Linked DNA regions of Zea mays: region 2 is linked to region 1. The links are chromatin contacts, called in public Hi-C maps. All regions are on one chromosome and are shown on one strand. The core of a region is the stretch at or near the end of the contact, and the rest is flanking DNA. Distances in the headings are between cores, read along the strand shown.

What was found. Hi-C and Micro-C count contacts between places; a contact is called where the count stands out from the background.
Region 2: a contact with region 1 is called in a Hi-C map of endosperm, with 2.7 times the contacts expected there. The contact joins the enhancer-like site here to the promoter of LOC100192856 in region 1. A contact is called at or near these places in 2 of 25 Hi-C or Micro-C datasets (ear and endosperm).

What each region holds. Positions count from the first base shown.
Region 1 is chr10:109,398,822-109,404,795 of Zm-B73-REFERENCE-NAM-5.0, reverse strand. It overlaps LOC100192856 (SAM domain protein), which reads left to right and starts at 4,331. Exons shown (of 6, transcript NM_001138045.1): 1 at 4,331-4,610. The coding sequence starts at 4,495.
Region 2 is chr10:109,855,698-109,862,105 of Zm-B73-REFERENCE-NAM-5.0, reverse strand. LOC100280503 reads right to left here. Exons shown (of 12, transcript NM_001153423.1): 3 at 5,379-5,495; 4 at 5,141-5,244; 5 at 3,184-3,250; 6 at 1,702-1,835; 7 at 1,574-1,622; 8 at 1,425-1,496; 9 at 1,236-1,337; 10 at 1,071-1,138; 11 at 743-895. Among protein-coding and RNA genes, the nearest start is that of LOC100280503, 18 kb to the right of the region's middle. Within about 2 kb of position 4,660, at least 1 of the 20 cell types and tissues checked has an H3K27ac peak or open chromatin away from gene starts, as enhancers often do. A contact at or near this core is called in endosperm, where this site is marked.

The DNA of each region.
Region 1 (5,974 bases), core at 3,082-5,581:
GAGATGTAGTCGACGACAACGCTTTGTAAATGCTACCACGATATGAATGAAATCAGGAAGGTACAAATTTTCTACCAGTAAGATCTAGAAAACAACATCAGACCTGTACCGATGAATCAACTGTCAGAAGTCCGGCAACACTACCACCCAAGTGTCAGGACACGACCATCTGGGCCTGCTAGCGAAACGCCTAGCCGCCTGTTAAACCGTGATGGCCACCGTTCTTTGACAGAAGAAATGAACTGAACAGAGACAATATTTCAAAACAACCATGTTCAGGAATTCAGGAATCGTGAGACAAGATTTCGATTTTCATCATCACCTATTACGTAGTACAAATACCAGTGACAATGATGACTCGTAGTATAGACAACAAACATCAATAAGATCGCTCTTCTGCATCACTATACCTGGACCTCGTATGTCACCATTCCACCTGAAGTAGCAGATTGCCGAAGCGTTGCTTTTGATATGGTGCCATTTGCTGAATGGATGCAAACCGCGTGTGATGTGCTGAGAGAACGACATGATCTTTGCCAATGCGTTCTGGAAAAGCAACAAATCAATCCATTTACAGCAGCGAACCTCTGCTTACGAGCATCTGCTATGGACTACAGTAATCTCACATCTAACCACAGTCTGGCTAAAAAAGAACTGATAAAAGTGTTGTCCATCATAGCGGTAAGTACTCACCAATAGCTGAAATGAAAAAGAAAACAAAGGTTAGGTGTAGTTGTAGAATTTAGCAAATTTTCCTCTAGCAATCTTTTCCCAGGACATACATATATATTACTAAATTAACAAGATGAGTCTCTCTTTAGTAAAGAAGAATAAATATATACATTCAAATGAAGCTGCACAAACCAAATATACCTTCTGAAATAGTACCAGTGCCCTAACCTTTGCTTTTTTCCTTCTGTAAAAAATATCTATTAATAATTCCATAAACAACATCAGAAGCACAAAGACTACCCATACAAAAATAGTGTCATGTGAAGCCAATCATAAATGAGGAATTGACTACAAAGTGAATGCGCATGGACAAGGATTATGACATTGAAGTACCGCGTGTTCTCCTCCGACGGAGACACACTTATCCCTGGTGTTGCACGTGTGAGAAGAAAAGCGGAATCAAACAATAGAGAACTGAGACTAATACAGTAGCAGCAAACTTCGAATTACACCAAAATTCCAAGAGAGCTAGGCACCTGGTTCGCTGAGCAACCAGTGTGTCTTGCACATATCCAAAACTGAAATAGATTACTCATCAGCATAGGCCAACAGACACAATATCTGATTCCACGGAGCAGAATAGGAATGTGATAGATTTGGGGAGAGTGAGGAAGGGCGACCAGATCGCGAGGCAGACCTTGACGATTCGACACGGGAGGTTGTTGTTGGCCCGCACATAAGGCAGTGCCCCCATGACAGGAGCAGGTGACAGTGCCGGAGCTGACGGTCGGCCTCATCCTAGGGTGCTCTTCTGCCTCATCACACATAAGCTCATCCTCGTCGTCGGGATCGTCCCCTCTCGAATAAAAGGGAGAAGGGATGACGAAGAGAGAGATACTTGAGGTGTCGCTCAATGATGGAAGGAGGACGTAGGTGGCTGCGGCTGAAGATGAGTGTGCCATCGACAGAGAGGATGACAGTAGCGGCCCAGAAGTGGACCCGCTCGCCACATTTGGAGTCAGGCTCGCGGTGGGCGAGCGGATTTTGACGTCAATGGCTTCCCTGCGACAACCGCCGCCACATCCATGGCCGTTCCGGATATAGCAGGGAGCCGCGGGATCCTCGTCCCTTGCCCCCGCCTGCGCGGGGAGCCGGCGACCGCAACGTTGGGGAGATATGGCTCTCTAGTGGCGGCGGGTGTGCAAAGGTTGGATCCGCGGAAGGAGGCTAGGTTAGGGTTGGCGAAGGTGACATGATAAAGGGATCCCAATTTGTAAACTGATCACCGGATGGGACGAATGGGAAGGGAGGGACTGCGGGTTGATTCATGTAAAACCGAGGGGTCTTTTTATAAAAAAAAATGACGCACGACAACCGTTAAAACTGGTGCTTTAAGTATAGTAGAGAATTGACTGCAAAGTGAATGCGCATGGACAAGGATTATGACATTGAAGTACCGCGTGTTCTCCTCCAACGGAGACACACTTATCCCTGGTGTTGCACGCGTGAGAAGAAAAGCAGAATCAAACAATAGAGAACTGAGACTAATACAGTAGCAGCAAACTTCGAATTACACCAAAATTCCAAGAGAGTTAGGCACCTGGTTCGCTGAGCAACCAGTGTGTCTTGCACATATCCAAAACTGAAATAGATTACTCATCAGCATAGGCCAACAGACACAATATCCGATTCCACGGAGCAGAATAGGAATGTGATAGATTTGGGGAGAGTGAGGAAGGGCGACCAGATCGCGAGGCAGACCAGCATAGGCCAACAGACACAATATCTGATTCCACGGAGCAGAATAGGAATGTGATAGATTTGGGGAGAGTGAGGAAGGGCGACCAGATCGCGAGGCAGACCTTGATGATTCGACACGGGAGGTTGTTGTTGGCCCGCACATAAGGCAGTGCCCCCATGACAGGAGCAGGTGACAGCGCCGGAGCTGACGGTCGGCCTCATCCTAGGGTGCTCTTCTGCCTCATCACGCATAAGCTCATCCTCGTCGTCGGGATCGTCCCCTCTCGAATAAAAGGGAGAAGGGATGACGAAGAGAGAGATACTTGAGGTGTCGCTCAATGATGGAAGGAGGGCGTAGGTGGTTGTGGCTGAAGATGAGTGTGCCATCGACAAGGAGGATGACAATAGCGGCCCAGAAGTGGACCCGCTCGCCACATTTGGAGTCAGGCTCGCGGTGGGCGAGCGGAGTTTGACGTCAATGGCTTCCCTGCGACAGCCGCCGCCACATCCATGGCCGTTCCGGATATAGCAGGGAGCCGCGGGATCCTCGTCCCTTGCCCCCGCCTGCGCGGCGAGCCGGCGACCGCAACGTTGGGGAGATATGGCTCTCTAGTGGCGGCGGGTGTGCAAAGGTTGGATCCGCGGAAGGAGGCTAGGTTAGGGTTGGCGAAGGTGATAGGATAAAGGGATCCCAATTTGTAAACTGATCACCGGATGGGACGAATGGGAAGGGAGGGACTGCGGGTTGATTCATGTAAAACCGAGGGGTCTTTTTATAAAAAAATGACGCACGACGACCGTTGAAACTGGTGCTTTAATTATAGTAGAGAATTGACTGCAAAGTGAATGCGCATGGACAAGGATTATGACATTGAAGTACCGCCTGTTCTCCTCCGACGGAGACACACTTATCCCTGGTGTTGCACATGTGAGAAGAAAAGCGGAATCAAACAATAGAGAACTGAGACTAATACAGTAGCAGCAAACTTCGAATTACACCAAAATTCCAAGAGAGCTAGGCACCTGGTTCGCTGAGCAACCAGTGTGTCTTGCACATATCCAAAACTGAAATAGATTACTCATCAGCATAGGCCAACAGACACAATATCCGATTCCACGGAGCAGAATGGGAATGTGATAGATTTTGGGAGAGTGAGGAAGGGCAACCAGATCGCGAGGCAGACCTTGATGATTCGACACGGGAGGTTGTTGTTGGCCCGCACATAAGGCAGTGCCCCCGTGACAGGAGCAGGTGACAGCGCCGGAGCTGACGGTCGGCGTCATCCTAGAGTGCTCTTCTGCCTCATCACGCATAAGCTCATCCTCGTCGTCGGGATCGTCCCCTCTCGAATAAAAGGGAGAAGGGATGACGAAGAGAGAGATACTTGAGGTGTCGCTCGATGATGGAAGGAGGACGTAGGTGGCTGCGACTGAAGATGAGTGTGCCATCGACAAGGAGGATGACAGTAGCGGCCCAGAAGTGGACCCGCTCGCCACATTTGGAGTCGGGCTCGCGGTGGGCGAGCGGAGTTTGACGTCAATGGCTTCCCTGCGACAGCCGCCGCCACATCCATGGCCGTTCCGGATATAGCAGGGAGCCGCGGGATCCTCGTCCCTTGCCCCCGCCTGCGCGGCGAGCCGGCGACCGCAACGTTGGGGAGATATGGCTCTCTAGTGGCGGCGGGTGTGCAAAGGTTGGATCCGCGGAAGGAGGCTAGGTTAGGGTTGGCGAAGGTGACAGGATAAAGGGATCCCAATTTGTAAACTGATCACCGGATGGGACGAATGGGAAGGGAGGGACTGCGGGTTGATTCATGTAAAACCGAGGGGTCTTTTTATAAAAAAATGACGCACGACGAACGTTGAAACTAGTGCTTTAAGTACAATAGAGAGTAGAGATATGCTCCGTGGATATTTCGGTGAAGCGAGGGGTTGGCTCGTGTATTTTCGCAAATATCTCCTATCCCTTTTCTCCCTCCCGCGATCTCCTCCGCTCGACGCCTGTACCCCGCCGTCCCGCGTCCCCGCTCCAGCTCGAAACCCTAGACCTGTGCGGCTGTCCCTATTCTCTCCAACGGAAAGATGTACTCGGACCAGATCTCCACCGGGCGCAAGCGCTCCATCCACGACCGCCTTGACGGCGACCTCCCCGCCGGCACGGGCGCCGGCGGCCGTGTTCGTCACACGGTGTCCAAGAGGTAAGTGCACGCTGCCGCCGCCGCTGCTATTGATTTCTCCGCTACCGTCGCTTTTACGGCTCCACCTTCTTGATCGCTTGGCAGCGGATGTCTAGTTGTCTACAGATTGGAAAATTTGTCCTGCCCTGGATCAGCTGTGCGCGCTTTTCCTGTATTCTTTAATCATCAGAATAGCCATGTCCATCCGTAATCGAGTGAAGGATCCGTTTTCGTGCGCTTGCCGTGCTTAAGAATTGCTGGTGCAGACAAATTAGGTTAGGGCTCGGGTTTTGGTTTATCGGAAGAAGGCAGTGCCTTAAGCTTGGTTCCTCAGTTCTAACTTCAACGTGTGTACGTGCTGTCTCTATAGGTTTTATGTTCTGATTAAGGTGGTGGAGTAGATTTGTGTGGTGCATTACTTGTACTAGTATCACCACTGTTTCTATATCACATAGTGTTGGCGTTTCGGACCTGCGAGGACCCTCAACCAACTAGTGAATTTGTCGCTGCGTGTCCCTGCCCAGATGGGTTGATGCAAGATGGAACACAAGAGGGAGGATGAGGCTTATTTTATCTTGCACCGGGGTGCTCGTAGTAGGGATTACAAGCGTCGCGAGAGAGAGAGGGAGAGGGTTCGGCCTTAAGGTGAGGTGTCTGAGTTAGCCTCCTCCGCGTCTCTCCCACTCTTCCTCTCCCGCCTTTTTTTAAGAAGGCCCTGGACATCCCCTTTTATAGATACAAGGAGATGATCCAGTTGTACAATGGGTGTGTAGCTATGTGCTAACGTGGCCGGCGGAGAAGTACTTGAGCCCTGTAGAAGCGCAGCTGGCGTTGCGGCCCGGGGTCCTGCTGACGTTTCTTTGCTTTCGTAGAGAGTTGAGAACAACCGACGTCATGGACGCACGCAGGGAACCATCATTACCTGTTACCGGAGTAATCTAGATGGGACACCGGTCTTGTTCCTTCGTAGCCTGAGGCAACTAGCTAGGGGTAGGGTAATGATGTATCCCCAGTGGCGTAGTCGGTCCGAGGCCGAGGTCGGGCGAGGCGGAAACTTCTCCTGAGGCCGAGGCTGAGGTCGGGCGAGGATGTGACTCCTCCCGAGGCCGAGGCTAAGGCCGAGGCCTGAGGTCGGGCGAGGCAGAGACCTTCTCCCGAGGCCGGGGCCCCGGCCGAGGCCTGGGGTCGGGCGAGGCGGAGACCTTCTCCCGAGGCCTGAGATCGGGCGAGGCGGAGCTCTCTGTTGCGCCCGAGGCTGAACTCGGGGGAGGTCGTGACTTACTGTCGTTAGTTTTACCCTGGTGGTTGGCACAGTAGTCGGAACAGGGTGAATAGTGCTGTTTTCCTGTCAGAACGATCAATAAAGGGGCGAAGTGACTGCGGTC
Region 2 (6,408 bases), core at 3,411-5,910, 460 kb before region 1:
ACCCATCGACTCGATCCATTTTTTGTTATTTTTATATAAAAATGTGTACAAACTACAAAATAAACTGAAAAATGAAACCCCAATTCAATGGAATGGGCTTCTCGGTCGACCCAAGCATCCCTCCATTCCCAGTATGTTTCACTCATTCCATCTCTCGAAGGAATGAGCATTCTATTTTGTGATGGTGTATTGGCGTGCACCAACCTGATTTCTAATGCAGCTTCCAAATTGCCAGGTAATTTAGCCAAGGAAAGCAGGTTGCATTTGCAAAAATTGTATAACATATAACAATAGGTACAAACTGCTAAGAGCAAGGTTTTTTTGGTACTAAAACAGAAGGGAGATGCTAAGAGCACATTTTGTTAACCTTCAACTGATCTGAAGATTATCAATCATCACTTAAACACTGCAAACATGACAGTAGCTGGAAGAAAAATTGGGTTGTGAAGACCATAATCACTAGAAGACTCAATAATCTCATGGATAAAAAAAGACAGACCCAGAGCCAGACTCCCAATGAGTGAGGTCTAGAAAAGGGATAAACTGATGAAGCCTTCTCCCTCAAATGAGGAGAGGCTGCTTCAAACCCATGACCTAATGGCTCGGTGAGGCAGCTCTCACCACTGCACTAGGCCTGCCCTTCCTCCTACATCTATAGATGCTTCCCAAAAATAGAATCATGCAAGAGCTTTGGGACTCAATAAAGATAGGCATAGAATTTATGGAATATTAGAATCTGTACCCGTTGATATGGTTGCAGTAACTGGAGATCTGATTAGTTACTAGATAGCCCTCCAATCGTGAGGGCTCAGGAATAGGCTTAAATATAGGATTGGATGGATCTTCTTCTGGTAGTGGCTCCTCACCAGCTGCTTTCCTCGCCATGTTCTCCTGCCTGTACCAGCACAAAACACAAAAAAACAATGAGACAATGTGAATGAATGATAGACACACAATATTCCACTGAGAAAGAACTTCCTTAAAACAGCCACGGTTCACAAAAGATATGATCATATGAAATGCATGAGGTAATAATGTACATATGCACTACAAAGTAGGCATTTTCCAACCTTCTCTTTTGAAGCCATGCCTGCTGCTGTGACTGTTGTCTTGAGAGATTGCGGTTATAATATTGGAACTGAATTTCAAGGAAGGCACTCAATCAAACAAATAGATAACGTAGTAAACCTCAGATAAATCATGGAAAAGTTCTTCTGTTAAAAACAAAGCAATACCTTGTTCTGCTCTGATGAAAGATCATCCATGCACCCAATCAGAAATTCCAAGTTCCTTTCCATAAAGGGGGCGGTTGACAATTTAAGTCGGTCCAGGTCACACTGAAACACATAAAATAGTAATGTAACTCATGTAAGAACAGGAAGAACAAATGCCACATAAGAGTTTCTGCAAGCAAAAATCTAAACCTGGGTAACAGGTGACTCAGGTTCCAGCTCCTTCATAAAGGCACTGACAAGCGCTGAGTTGGAAACTTTTATCTGTGACACAAATAGGAAAAGCACCTGAGGCTAAATTCATCCTTATAACTCAAAATGGAAAATGTTAAAGTGCATACTGGTATCTCCTCAAAAATATCAACCCAGGACAATTTCTTCTCCCTTAACCTGCAACAGCAAAAAATCATTGTATAAAAAATATTTGTACAAACTAGTACAATGATGAGCTACAGAAAAGAGGTTGTACTTCTCCCCAGTTAAACCATTGTTACGGTAAAGATCCATAAACGAGTCTGTAAGCTTTAAGGCTTTGAGAGCTAGCACGCCTTGACTAGATCTAGATGGGTCATAGACAATGCACACACATCTCCTGATGCTCTCCTGGAACAAGTGAAAATGCAAAATAGGAGAAAATAAAAACCATGATCATGCTAGGAAGACATCTGATAAGAAATGGTACCATATTGGAAAACATTTTAAGTGAAAATCAACATTGAAAAGTATAATCAGAGCTGAAATGGTAACTGGTAAGGTCTGTATTCAACATTAAGATGCTATCATCAGAGAAGCACCACATACTCAAATAAGAAGTAAAACTACGATTGTTCAATCACTTGAAATGCTAGCAATGTTTAGATGCAGAAACATGTTGGATCATACATCTTAATCTACTAGCCAATTGCCTGTGCTTTGCTACAGCTTTTATATATCATATAAATAGGTATTGAGATATTTATTTAAATATAATTATTGTTTATTTCTAAACACTAAGGTATGTGTGGTCTAGTGGTTAGACCCAAATTTCTGGAGCAGGGGACGTGGGTTCGAGTGCTCGCTCTGCACTATTTTTTTATATAATTATTGTTTATTGTTTATTTCTAAACATTAAGTTACATGTGGATGTGGATGTGGTCTGGTGTTAGCAGCGCGGGCGAGGTCGGGTGCTGGTCAGGCGCAGTAGCTGGCTTTGCGGGCGCTGGGGTCCACATCGTAGTAGCTGAGAGAGCGCTAGGTGTGGGCCCACAGGGGGCCACAGGGCACGGCCCCCGAGGCGGAGCGCGTGCGGCGGGCCCAGAGTGTCAACGCGGAGGGTGAAGTCGTGGTAGCACCAGGTGCCAACGTGGGCCCACAGGGCACGGCTCCCGAAGCGGAGCGCATGCGGCGGGCCCAGAGTGTCAACGCGGAGGGTGAAGTTGTGGTAGCACCAGGTGCCCACATTAGGTTCTTAATAGATTATTAAGTATAGACTAGTCAAAAGCAATGAGATTACAGTCAACCATAAAGAATTGTCCCTTTCTTACTACTCAACTCTCCATCTCCAATATTGCAGTGGTTTCTGTTCTTGACAAGTATTTGGAGTTGGAACACAAATCCAATATACATGAGGTCTGTTCAAGCATGGCATTAGACATTAGACAAATACGTTAAACCACACTGAACTTGAAACCCCAAACTGATTGAAACCTAGAGTGTGATACCTCAAACATCATTGCATGTATAAATGCCTCGATAGTGGATTCAACATAATCTTCTTTTCTGAACCATACGACTATTTGGTAGGTTGCTATTTTTATACTTAGATAGCAGATTAAACCACTAATGCAGTCATGATAATAACATACGAGGAAAATGTGAAATGGAAAGGGGTGGTAGAATTTTTTAGGCTGGGGAAATATCCGATGTCAGCGAAAGGCTGGATAAGAACCTAGCTTATCTATCTGCCACGTACCTGATAGTTCATAAATGTTTCAATCAGTTCCACAGTTTGAAAAGATCCAAGCAAGCAAGACTGATACCTGTAAGCGTAGACCCAAAGAAATGCAATGCAAATAAGTAAAAATAGTATGATAAAGTTGGATTAGTACAGAGAGAAATAATTGCCACTAAAAGCCATCCCACTATAGTAATACAAAACAAAATGTAAAGCTTATAAAATCTTGCGCAAGCAGTAACAACGTTTTTGGCCTCTTCGAAGGTTCAACAGTTTTTGGCCATTATCCGTTGGTGTGGAAAACTTGCCCCCCCCCAAAGTGTCGCTTCTTCCTCTGGCTTGTCGCCCACAGGAGATGTTGGACTGCGGACAGACTAGCGAAGAGAGGGTTGGATCACCCAACAAGATGCTTGTTATGTGATCAGGAAGCAGAAACCCTGGACCATCTCCTTGTCTCTTGTGTGTTTACAAGAGGCTTTTGGTTTCACCTTCTGAGACCTTTTGGGTTAGAAAGCCTGGCTCCATAGCCAGGCCTACTTTCCTTCATGAGCTGGTGGGAGCAAATCTCAGGAGTCGTGCTTGGTTTGCCTGGAAAAGGACTCAACTCCTTAATTGCCTTAGGGGCCTGGACAATTTGGAAACTTCGGAACAGATGTGTTTTTGATGGTTGGACTCCAAGTTCGGCCTTATCCCTTCGGTTAGCAGGGGAAGAGAGATTGTTCTGGGAAGTGGCAGGGGCTAAAGGGCTTTCCTACCTTGCTGCCCTCCTTTCTGAGGTTTAGCGGCTTCTAGTGGTTGTGTGTGTGTCTGATGGATTGTTTCAGTTTTATGTGTTGCTGGCCTCTGTGAGGAGTCCCTTGTATTTGGTCTTTCCAGACCTCTTTCTTCTTTCTTCTTAATATATGAGGCGCAGTTCTCCTGCGTTTTCGAGAGAAAAAAAGCAGTAACAACGTCATGCTTTTGATCACTTGTGGTAGTTAAAGAGTTCGGACACTACCGCCGATGTTGCTGAAGGAAGACAAGTTGCGTTCTTTAGTTGCACCGTCTCCATCGCCATCCAGCCAGTTCAACGTACTGTTGAACATGCCTGGTAAGAAGCTGCTGATTTTGTGCACTCGCGCGCCATCATTGACGCTTCCGATCAGCGCGCTCCTCTGCGGCTTCAATCACGTCCACCTTGACCTTGACTACTTCGGCACTAAGGGGCTATCCTCTGCATGGGCTACTCTAGTCGAAGCATTCACACCGACGTTTCGACTGTGGAGGATATCTCCATTGTTCTTCAGTCTGTCCGTTCGTGTTGCTAACGCTACGACTGCAGGGGGTGTTAAGAGTATATTAGGCAACTCTTGATATGGTTGGTTTAGGATTGATTGGATTGATTGCAATTCCAGATAACCTTCCTTATCTCCAAACCATGTACTCCTATATATTTACCCCAAAGGCTCAATGCAATACATCCCACCATCCCATGCAGTATACACAATTTCTCCGTCCTACAAATATTACCAAATACAAGGTTCCAACAATTTTGGTCAACAGTCCTTTATGTAGGATAATAAATCTGTGAAGTCATTTTAGCACGTGAATTTTCAAAATTGTTAGTTTCAGCAGGATAAAATATCAAAAATATTATCAACCAGTTCTCTGTACCACATAACAGAAAATGTATCTCACAATTTCATTTAAAACTACTTCGTACATGCCTATATTGTTCCGCTGCATAATAAAAATAACATAAAAACATAGTAAAATTAAAGTGATATGAAAAGACACTTAAGGCCAAGAAAACTAAGGTCAATTGTGAACATATCAGTCATACATACTCAAGAGTTACTATTTGCTTGTCCAAGATCATTGAATATATAATCCACAAGTAACCAAGTTGATGGATTTTGTGTCAATGTGCAAGTAAAAAAAAACTCGAGCCACCACTGACTTTCTAAATCAACTGAATGAAATTAGCTTAGCTTACCATCCAATAGTATTGTTGTCAACATTAACTTCCCTCAAACACCTCATCATCTCAAGCTGATAATTGGCACCATCTGCATCTGCTTCATCATCCTCTTCCCTGATCTTCAGTAAAAAAAATAGTAAGGTAGCCATTAGCCTATAAAATGTGAAAGAACAACTAGCCTGCGAGACCTTCATAGCAGAAAACTGCATATTCAGTATTGAGCTGCTTAGAATGTTAAGGAACAAGGACTCACAGGGAACGGAAAACAGTTGGTCACTTCCAGAACACTACCAACATCCAAACCAAGCAATTGACCTGTAACTAAAGCTGGCGCAAACTCCTCACAGTGCTTGATGATCTTCAGTACAGCCTGCGTAAAATAGCATTATTGTGAATACAAATTACACAGTGCTTGTGGAATTAATATTACAAAGAACGCTTGCTGTCATGGGAAAATTTTCTAAACCACTGAGGCAGAAATATCCATCTGGGAAAAATAAAAATGCTTGTCGTAAAATAACTGATGCAACTCATATAAACTAGGTGAAACATTAGTTTGGCATGAATGCACTTCTTTTTAACTTGGTCAATGTTTTTGGTTTATCAGTCAGGTAATCTTGAAAACGCCTTTCGACCATGATTCTATGCACCCAGATAGAGCTTGCTCATTAGATCAGTGTGATCTATCACCATAAATAGGCCTATACATATCCAATATGGTGTTGCACCAGTTTAACATTTTTTTCATGTGCAGATAGTACTGTCTAACTGCAACAACAAAGCCTTTTAGTCCCAAGCAAGTTGGGGTAGACTAGAGTTGAAACCCAAACACAAACCACAAGTCAAAGTTCAGACACATGATGGCCGTTTTCCATGCGCTCTCATTCAAGGCTAAATTTGAGTACATTCCATCCTTTGAAGTCTCCTTTTACTGTCTCTTCCCATCCTTCTCTTTTTGTGCTGAAAAAGTCCTTCGAGTCATCTCCTTTGCTTCGTGCACCAAGACCTTCGAAACCGAAGACGCTTGAGCGTCGCCTAGGCGGTAAGGCGGGCCGGGGACATAAGGCGTCCTCCTCGCCTTGGTTTAGAGCCTAAGATGGGTGGAAGTGGCAGCGCGGCGACTGCAGAGGGCGGTGCGACGACTGTTGCAGAAGGCAACGCGGCGATAGGGCGAAGGGTGACACGACGGCGACGGCTAGGAGAGAGACAGGGAGAGGTGGGGAGAGAGGGAGAGAGCGCTGGGAGAGGGGAGAGGGGAGAGAGGGAGTTGTGCGGCTGGTGCT